2 separate regions of the Gossypium hirsutum genome follow, and region 2 is linked to region 1. Evidence: chromatin contacts called from public Hi-C data. All regions are on one chromosome and are shown on one strand. Each heading gives the region's core, a stretch centred on a gene start, on an enhancer-like site or on the middle of the called end of the contact. The rest is flanking DNA. Distances are from core to core; before and after follow the strand shown.

Region 1 (3,496 bases), core at 633-3,132:
TCTAAACCACTAAATCACATAAGTGCTTCATTAAGCAAGCCATGGCATTTTTCTTGAATCCTCAATAAAAGCAATCACAAAATATTATGAATACATAAAGTATAGTTTGAGTCAAGCAAAATGTTACAGAACATAAGTAAACGGTGTTAACCTTTTTTAGAAAGTCTGCATCATCGGTCCTAGCCTTCTTTTCATATCCTGGTGGTGGGAAGGGAAAGCTACGCGACATTTCACAGAAGTTCAGAAACCAATACACGGATGCCTTCCGAAAGCCAAAGCACTTGAATTATCTTCCAGAAGCAATGTTCCAGAAAGGGAACAACCAGAAACTATGCTCCGTATCCCTGCACACATTTCCAGCTTCAATGTTCCTCCATGAGTCCTATCACTCTTAACAGCTCAAAAAGTTCCTAAAACCCACCACGCCCCTTAATCACTCTAACCTCAAAGGTAACCCCAAGTCAACTACCAACCACTAAAGAAATCACTTCAACTGCAAAAAATGCCACTGCAAGTCCAGGATCACTTACTAAACCCTACAATAATCTTAAACTAAGCTACTTCAACAATGCCCGAAATAGAAAGCTAACTTCAAGAAATGCTCTTTTGATCAAGAATTCTAGCTCCAAAGTTATGTTAACCCAAACGGTTTTCTTAGAAACAAAAATGGTCCAGTACAATCTGACCTTCTATGGTGTCTTCCCGGACAATAAGGAATCATCACCTCCTCCCTCCAATAATAATCCAATACCAAAACCATCCCCCAATTGAGATCAAACACATAAAAATACTGAAAACTCTAACACACTTTTGTCTAAAACAGGTAAAAATATTCAAGCTTGTCTAATCACTGTATACACAATTCCATAAGAAAGCAATCTTCTTCCATGCCCAAAAGCCTAGCAATCACCATTTTTCTTAAGCAATCTGTTCAAAAACCAAAGTTTGAGGCAAATAACTCTTCAATCCGACAAACCAAATACTGGAGCTTGAGCCCATTTCTACTCTGATCGGAACCCTAATCAGTTCCCAATTTAGGAAATTTCCCCAATCTGTCGATCCGCATGAAAACCCTAAAAAAGAAAACCCATGAAACAAAAACTTCTACTGAGTAAAAAATTAAGTACCCATTAAGAAGCAAAAATCATGGAAACCCAAATTTTATCCAACAACGATTAAACAAAAAGAAATCTCGAAAAAACAAGAAAATTTATAAAAAAGGAAACACTTTTGCTCCGAGAACCTTAGGGTAAATGGGTATCGATCAAAAAGCGAAAAGGAAAGATTTGATTCAAAACGTAAATTCTGTTTTGTTTGTTTTTTTTTCAGAAAAGGAGAGAAAAACCAACTTTTGAAAAACAAAAAACAACATTGAAATACTGAAGATAAATGGGAAGATTAATAATTACCTTGCCCGCAACAAAGTGGGCATTGTAGAAAGGAAGAATAAATAGATCCTTGTTGGTTTGTTTGTTTGTTTGTCAGATTAATAAAAGATTAGATTATAGAAATATAGAGTTAAAAGGAAATAGATAGATAGAAAGAAGAAGTAAGCAAAGTTTTATATCAGTTTCAATCTTGTTTTGCAGTCATATGATTAATATTGTTTTAGGTTTTTTGAAGGGGTCTGGGTATATTTAAGAAAGATATGGATGGAAAGACCAAAAGAGAGAGAGTGAGAAAAGCTTGTTTTGCAACAACAAGGGCCTTACTATGATTTCGTTCGGAAGTTACACGCGAGAGAGAGAGAAAATATATATACATAAAATGAGAAAAGAAAATTAAAAACCAAACAAAGAGAAGGGAAGGGAAGGGAAGGGAAGGGAAGGGGAAAAAAAAGAGAAAAGAAAAAGATATAGAGTTAGAGGCCGATAAAAGGCCCAAATCGATTGTTAGACGCTTACAAGTTAAAGATTACATTAGATTACACTCGCTTAGAATACTACCGTTTAGTTTGTATTGATTGAGTATGATGATAAATATAATTTTTTTTAAAAAATAAAAATTATATTTATGTTTATCAGGTGAAGTTTTAAGAGATTTTTATAGTATAAAGGTATTAACTTGATTGATGCAATATAAATTTAATGATCAATTAAATTCAAAAAAATTAAGTATTACAAATAAATAAATTTAAGAAACAAATTATATATTATCACTTTCTAATCATAAATTATAAAATAAATATAAGATGTAAAAATTAAAAAAAAAAAAAACCTGTGTGTTGTACCTAATATGGTGTACTCTTTTATGGGAAAGATTTCATCTCACCATCAATGATAGTAGATACTGCAAATGAGATTTATTCATTTTGGATTTGCGTTTTTTTTTATTATTATTAATTTAGATATTTTAAGCAGTGAATTTGGAATATATTGATTTTTATTTTTATGTTTGAATTTATTTCTTGAATCTTTTATTATTATAAATAATGGGTTCGAATTTGGATATTTGATTTTATTTTTATGTCTAACTTATTTACTTGTTAAGTTGGAATATTTGAGGATAATATTGTTGAATCTAAATTTGGATTTGAGATTGTAATACTAAGTCTAGTCACTTTTTTTTTTTAATGGAGGTGGAATGTAGAGTGGATGGTTTCAGTAATCATTAACTTTCTTTTAAATTACTATTTTACTTTTAATACAATATCCATCAGTATATTAAAATTATAAGAAGAAATTATACATGCCTCTAAATCTACATAAAAAGATATTTTTTTGGTAAATTACAATATTTTTTTAGTAAATTACAATAATAAGGTAAAGTTTAAATAATCACGCAATTAACACGACTCAAACCTAGGTCACATTTAGGGTAGTGAATATTTTTAACTATCAAATCATCATATGAAATTCATAAAAGTGTAACTTTTGCACTTAAAATTTAAAGTAATTTTTTTTGTTTTAAAAAGTAAAATTTTGATATCAATTATAATTTATGATTTAATTAATCTCAACAATAATAATTTATAGTTAATGGCACTCATCAATTGAATCCAGATCTATTTGTAAAATTAAAAAAAATATATACTATGAGGATATATCTATCATTTTATATTTTAGGTAAAATCTAAAAAAATATACAACATGTTTGATTTATACTTAAAACACAATTTTTAATATATTAACTTTATCATTTCAACCTATACTCTATTTATTTGTTACATTAAATTTTAATAAGTATTTATTATATAAATATTATTCACTTACATAGTGTATATGTTATAATCTAATAACAATAATCTCATCAAGTGAATAAATTAATATAATGTTTTACATAATGTCATTACTTTGCAATATATTTTTTCAATTCACTTAAGTATTATTGACTTAAAAAAAATAATTACATATTTAAAGAATTTTTTAATAATATTTAAATAATTATTGCGTTAATGAAATATTATATTGTTGATATGAAATTCAATTGAGATAAAAGATAGTTCATATTATAGTTGAGAGTCATTGTTAATATATAAATGGGGAGATTAGGGGAT
Region 2 (3,496 bases), core at 688-3,187, 150 kb after region 1:
AATTGTGGAATTGAATCAAATTGAAATAAAATTATAATTGAGGGTCATGATTGGAAGTGAGGAAAGAATATAATTGAATTCATGTAACAAAGAAACGCTTAAATGGTTATATGATATAATAGTATTTATGTTACGAATGAATTAAATTAATTGATATATGACAATTAGTAAATTGAACTAAATTGCATTATTAGTTAATTCGGTGTAATGTTTGATAAATAAGAACTATATAGATGTGTGCTCGTAAAGAAAGTTAATTGAAATAGACATGGTATATGACCCGTATGAACCTCGTAAATTCTTGGAACACAAAAGATAGATCATTAGGGGTTATACAATTTTAGGTGTTAGTTTTAAATATCCTATCAATGAATATTCCCTATATTTGAGCATTTATTGCAAAAGCATCTTCAACTTGATCTTTATTTGAGAAACTTTACTTTTAATGATTAGACCACTTGAAAGATTGATGCCTTAATTCCTTTGAGATCTAGAGGCTGTATCACAAATAATAGAAGGCAACATTTGATATTAAGCTTGTCATTATAAAAAGTACTGTTGTGGTTAAAATGCAAAGGATTACCTACTTAAGAGGTTGCATTCATCAGTTTTCTACTTCTTCAGGGCCTTGTCCTTACTTTTGTAATAAAAAAATTGATATGTTTTTTTTCATAGAAACAATTTTTAGTCCTTTTCTACTTGCATCAAAATTTAATTGACTTATGATATTAACTTAATAAATAACTTAAACATGATTTTGATTATGTCACTCACATAAATGAATAATAAAAATTATGTAAAGAATATATTTATTGTAAGAAATAAATAAAAAGGCTTAAGGGTGTAAAAAACTGTTAAATTTTTTCAAAAAAAAGTAATTAAACTACTATTTTTTTGCGCTCAATTGTGTACTTGAACTTTGAAAATGTATCAAAAAATATTCTCAAATTGTTTAAAAAACAAATGGGTACTTAAATTGCTAAAATACATCAAAAAGGCCGTTTGACCGTTAAATTTAACCTCCCCTAATTTTTTCAATTAAAATTACCACGTGTCGCAACCACGACATGACATATGACAAAAAATGGTAAAAATAAAAATAAAAATCAATAAAAGTTATAAAAATTATTAAATTTTAAAATATATAAAAAACATTTAAAATTTATTAAAAATTAGAAAAAAGTATAAAAAATCATAAAAAAATCATAAAATATATAGAAATATAGAAAAAATTATAAAATTTATAAAGTCGTAAGAAAATTACAAAAAATGTAAAGAAATATAAAATTTATAAAAAAATTATAAAGATTATAGTACCAAAAGAAGTATTTTATAATTTTTTATGACTTTTATTGATTTTTATTTTTATTATTTTTCGCCACATGTCATGTTGTGTTACGGTACGTGATTGCTTTAATTGTAAAAAGTTGAGGGTGGTTAACTTTAACAGACAACAGTTAAAGTTAAATGATTAAAGAGCCTTTTTGATACATTTTATATTTTTTAATAAAATTTAAATAACTTTTATTAAAATTTAATAATTTTTATAATTTTTATATTTTTTTTGCCACATATCATATTATGATTGTGACACAAATGGCTTGAAAAAAATTAAAGACAATTAAGGGTCAATTTTTAAAATTTAAGTTCAAAATATTTTTTTGATGCATATTGAGAATTTAAAATACTCAATTGAGTGGTAAAAAAGTGAAGACCTAGTTACTGTATTTGGAAAAGTTTAAAAATATTTTTTTTTTTATTTTTAAAATTTAACTATCCAATTGATTGAGTGTAATTTTTAAAGAAAGTTTGAATAGAAATGTGTTTAAAGTTTGAAAGAGATGTTATTGATTTCATATAAAAACAGTGTAAGTTATATAGGTTGAGATAATAATTTAAATCTGTTTTAATAAATTCAATTTATGAAGAAAATAGGCGGAACATTACTTTAAAAAACTGGCGCTGGTTCGTGACTAGGTTTTCTGAGACTCGAAGAAGCGGCGGCCTCGTTTGCTCAAAAGAAAGAAAATAAACAGAGGAGAGGACAGTTCTGTTAAACCCTTGTAAAACCCTGCAAAGACGAACAGCACAACAGCACAAGTTCTAATTTTTCTCTGGAAAACCCTTGATTATCTTATTCAGACAAAGAAACCAACATCTTTTTTTTTCTTTTCCATTTGTATCTTCAATGGCAACACCCTCGCATGCTCAAGCTGTCAAGTCGCTCAATAAATCTGAGGGTCGTAGGCGCTTTGTTGTATGATCTTTAATCTCTTTCTCTTTCCCTTTTTTTTCCCTTTCAGTTCCTTTTCGAACTCTTACTTTGTTTCTTTCTTTATGTTAATTGCAGTTCAAGACTTTCTCTCAGAGAATAGATGATATTGATATTAATGTATTTAGAAGCCTAGAAAAAATCAAGTCAGAGCCCTCTCAAGGTTCAACTTTCCTTTGTGATTGCCTTATCGAGTGGAGGGTATTTGTTTAATTTCATAAACTTTTTTTTTTCTTTTTAACTTCTTTACCTTGTTAAAACCCTTTTTTTTATATATATATTTTAAGAATTGAATTCAATTAGCTACTTCATTGCTTTTTTGGGAGCCTTCTTGGATTATCACTTCCGAAACAGTGGAAATTGGCTCTTTAACACGGTCTATTACAATTTTATTTTAGGCGGTCTTTAATTTTTCTTTGCTTTCATTGTTCTTCATTTTTTTTTTGTATTTAATGCAGGAATTGAATACAGCAGAGGATTTCATTTCATTTTATGTGGAAACGATGCCTCTTGTACAGACCTTACCCTCGGTACTCTTGCACAAGGACTTGATATTTGATAAACTTATATCCCGCTTACAAATGAAAGCGAGATTATCTCTCGAGCCTATACTCAGGTGTGCAAGTTTAATGTTTGATTAAGTTTTATCCTTTGGTTTGCTATAAGCTTGGTTGCGGTTTTTTGTAATGTTTCCTTCAAATAAAATGGCTGACAAATCAGTTGTGTGTTGGAAGAGATAAATAGCCATAAAATCTTTTCTGTAATCTCATCAAATTAACTCTCTAAATTTTATTAGTGCAACAGTACTGTAGAGAATATTGATCTAGCATAAAAAAAGGACTGCCTCAGTGGCAAAGTTTGCCGATAACATGTTATATCCTGTCTTAAACAAAAAAAAATAGAATAAGCTCATATTGCTGTGAAAATTTATGGCATCTGCTTGATGGTTCAATAATTACTTGAGTTCAATAATTACTTGAGTTTTGGGTTGCCTTGCAACAGCTTTCACTTCCACTTCTTTTTAGTTGAGTTCGTCTGCTGGTGTATCTAGTGTTGTTTAGTTGTGCCTGTACCAGACAATAAAAACATCTTAGACTCGTTTGAGCAAGTTGCATTTGACAAGGCACACATCTGGTGTGCCTTGTTCTTTTTGTAAGGCGATACACGCTAAAATAGCTTGCCTGACTGAATTTCTCTTTAGTATCATTTATTTGCTTTTTTTTC

What was found. Hi-C and Micro-C count contacts between places; a contact is called where the count stands out from the background.
Region 2: a Hi-C map of seedling shows a contact between it and region 1, with 2.0 times the contacts expected there. The contact joins the promoter of LOC107915526 here to the promoter of LOC107915113 in region 1. A contact is called at or near these places in 6 of 34 Hi-C or Micro-C datasets (callus, fibers, hypocotyl and 2 more).

What each region holds. Positions count from the first base shown.
Region 1 is chrA10:72,085,096-72,088,591 of Gossypium_hirsutum_v2.1, forward strand. LOC107915113 (splicing regulatory glutamine/lysine-rich protein 1) reads right to left here and starts at 1,883. Exons shown (of 4, transcript XM_016844255.2): 1 at 1,410-1,883; 2 at 152-1,073. The coding sequence starts at 229.
Region 2 is chrA10:72,232,504-72,235,999 of Gossypium_hirsutum_v2.1, forward strand. LOC107915526 (small subunit processome component 20 homolog) reads left to right here and starts at 1,938. Exons shown (of 31, transcript XM_041079170.1): 1 at 1,938-2,257; 2 at 2,351-2,473; 3 at 2,731-2,888. The coding sequence starts at 2,189.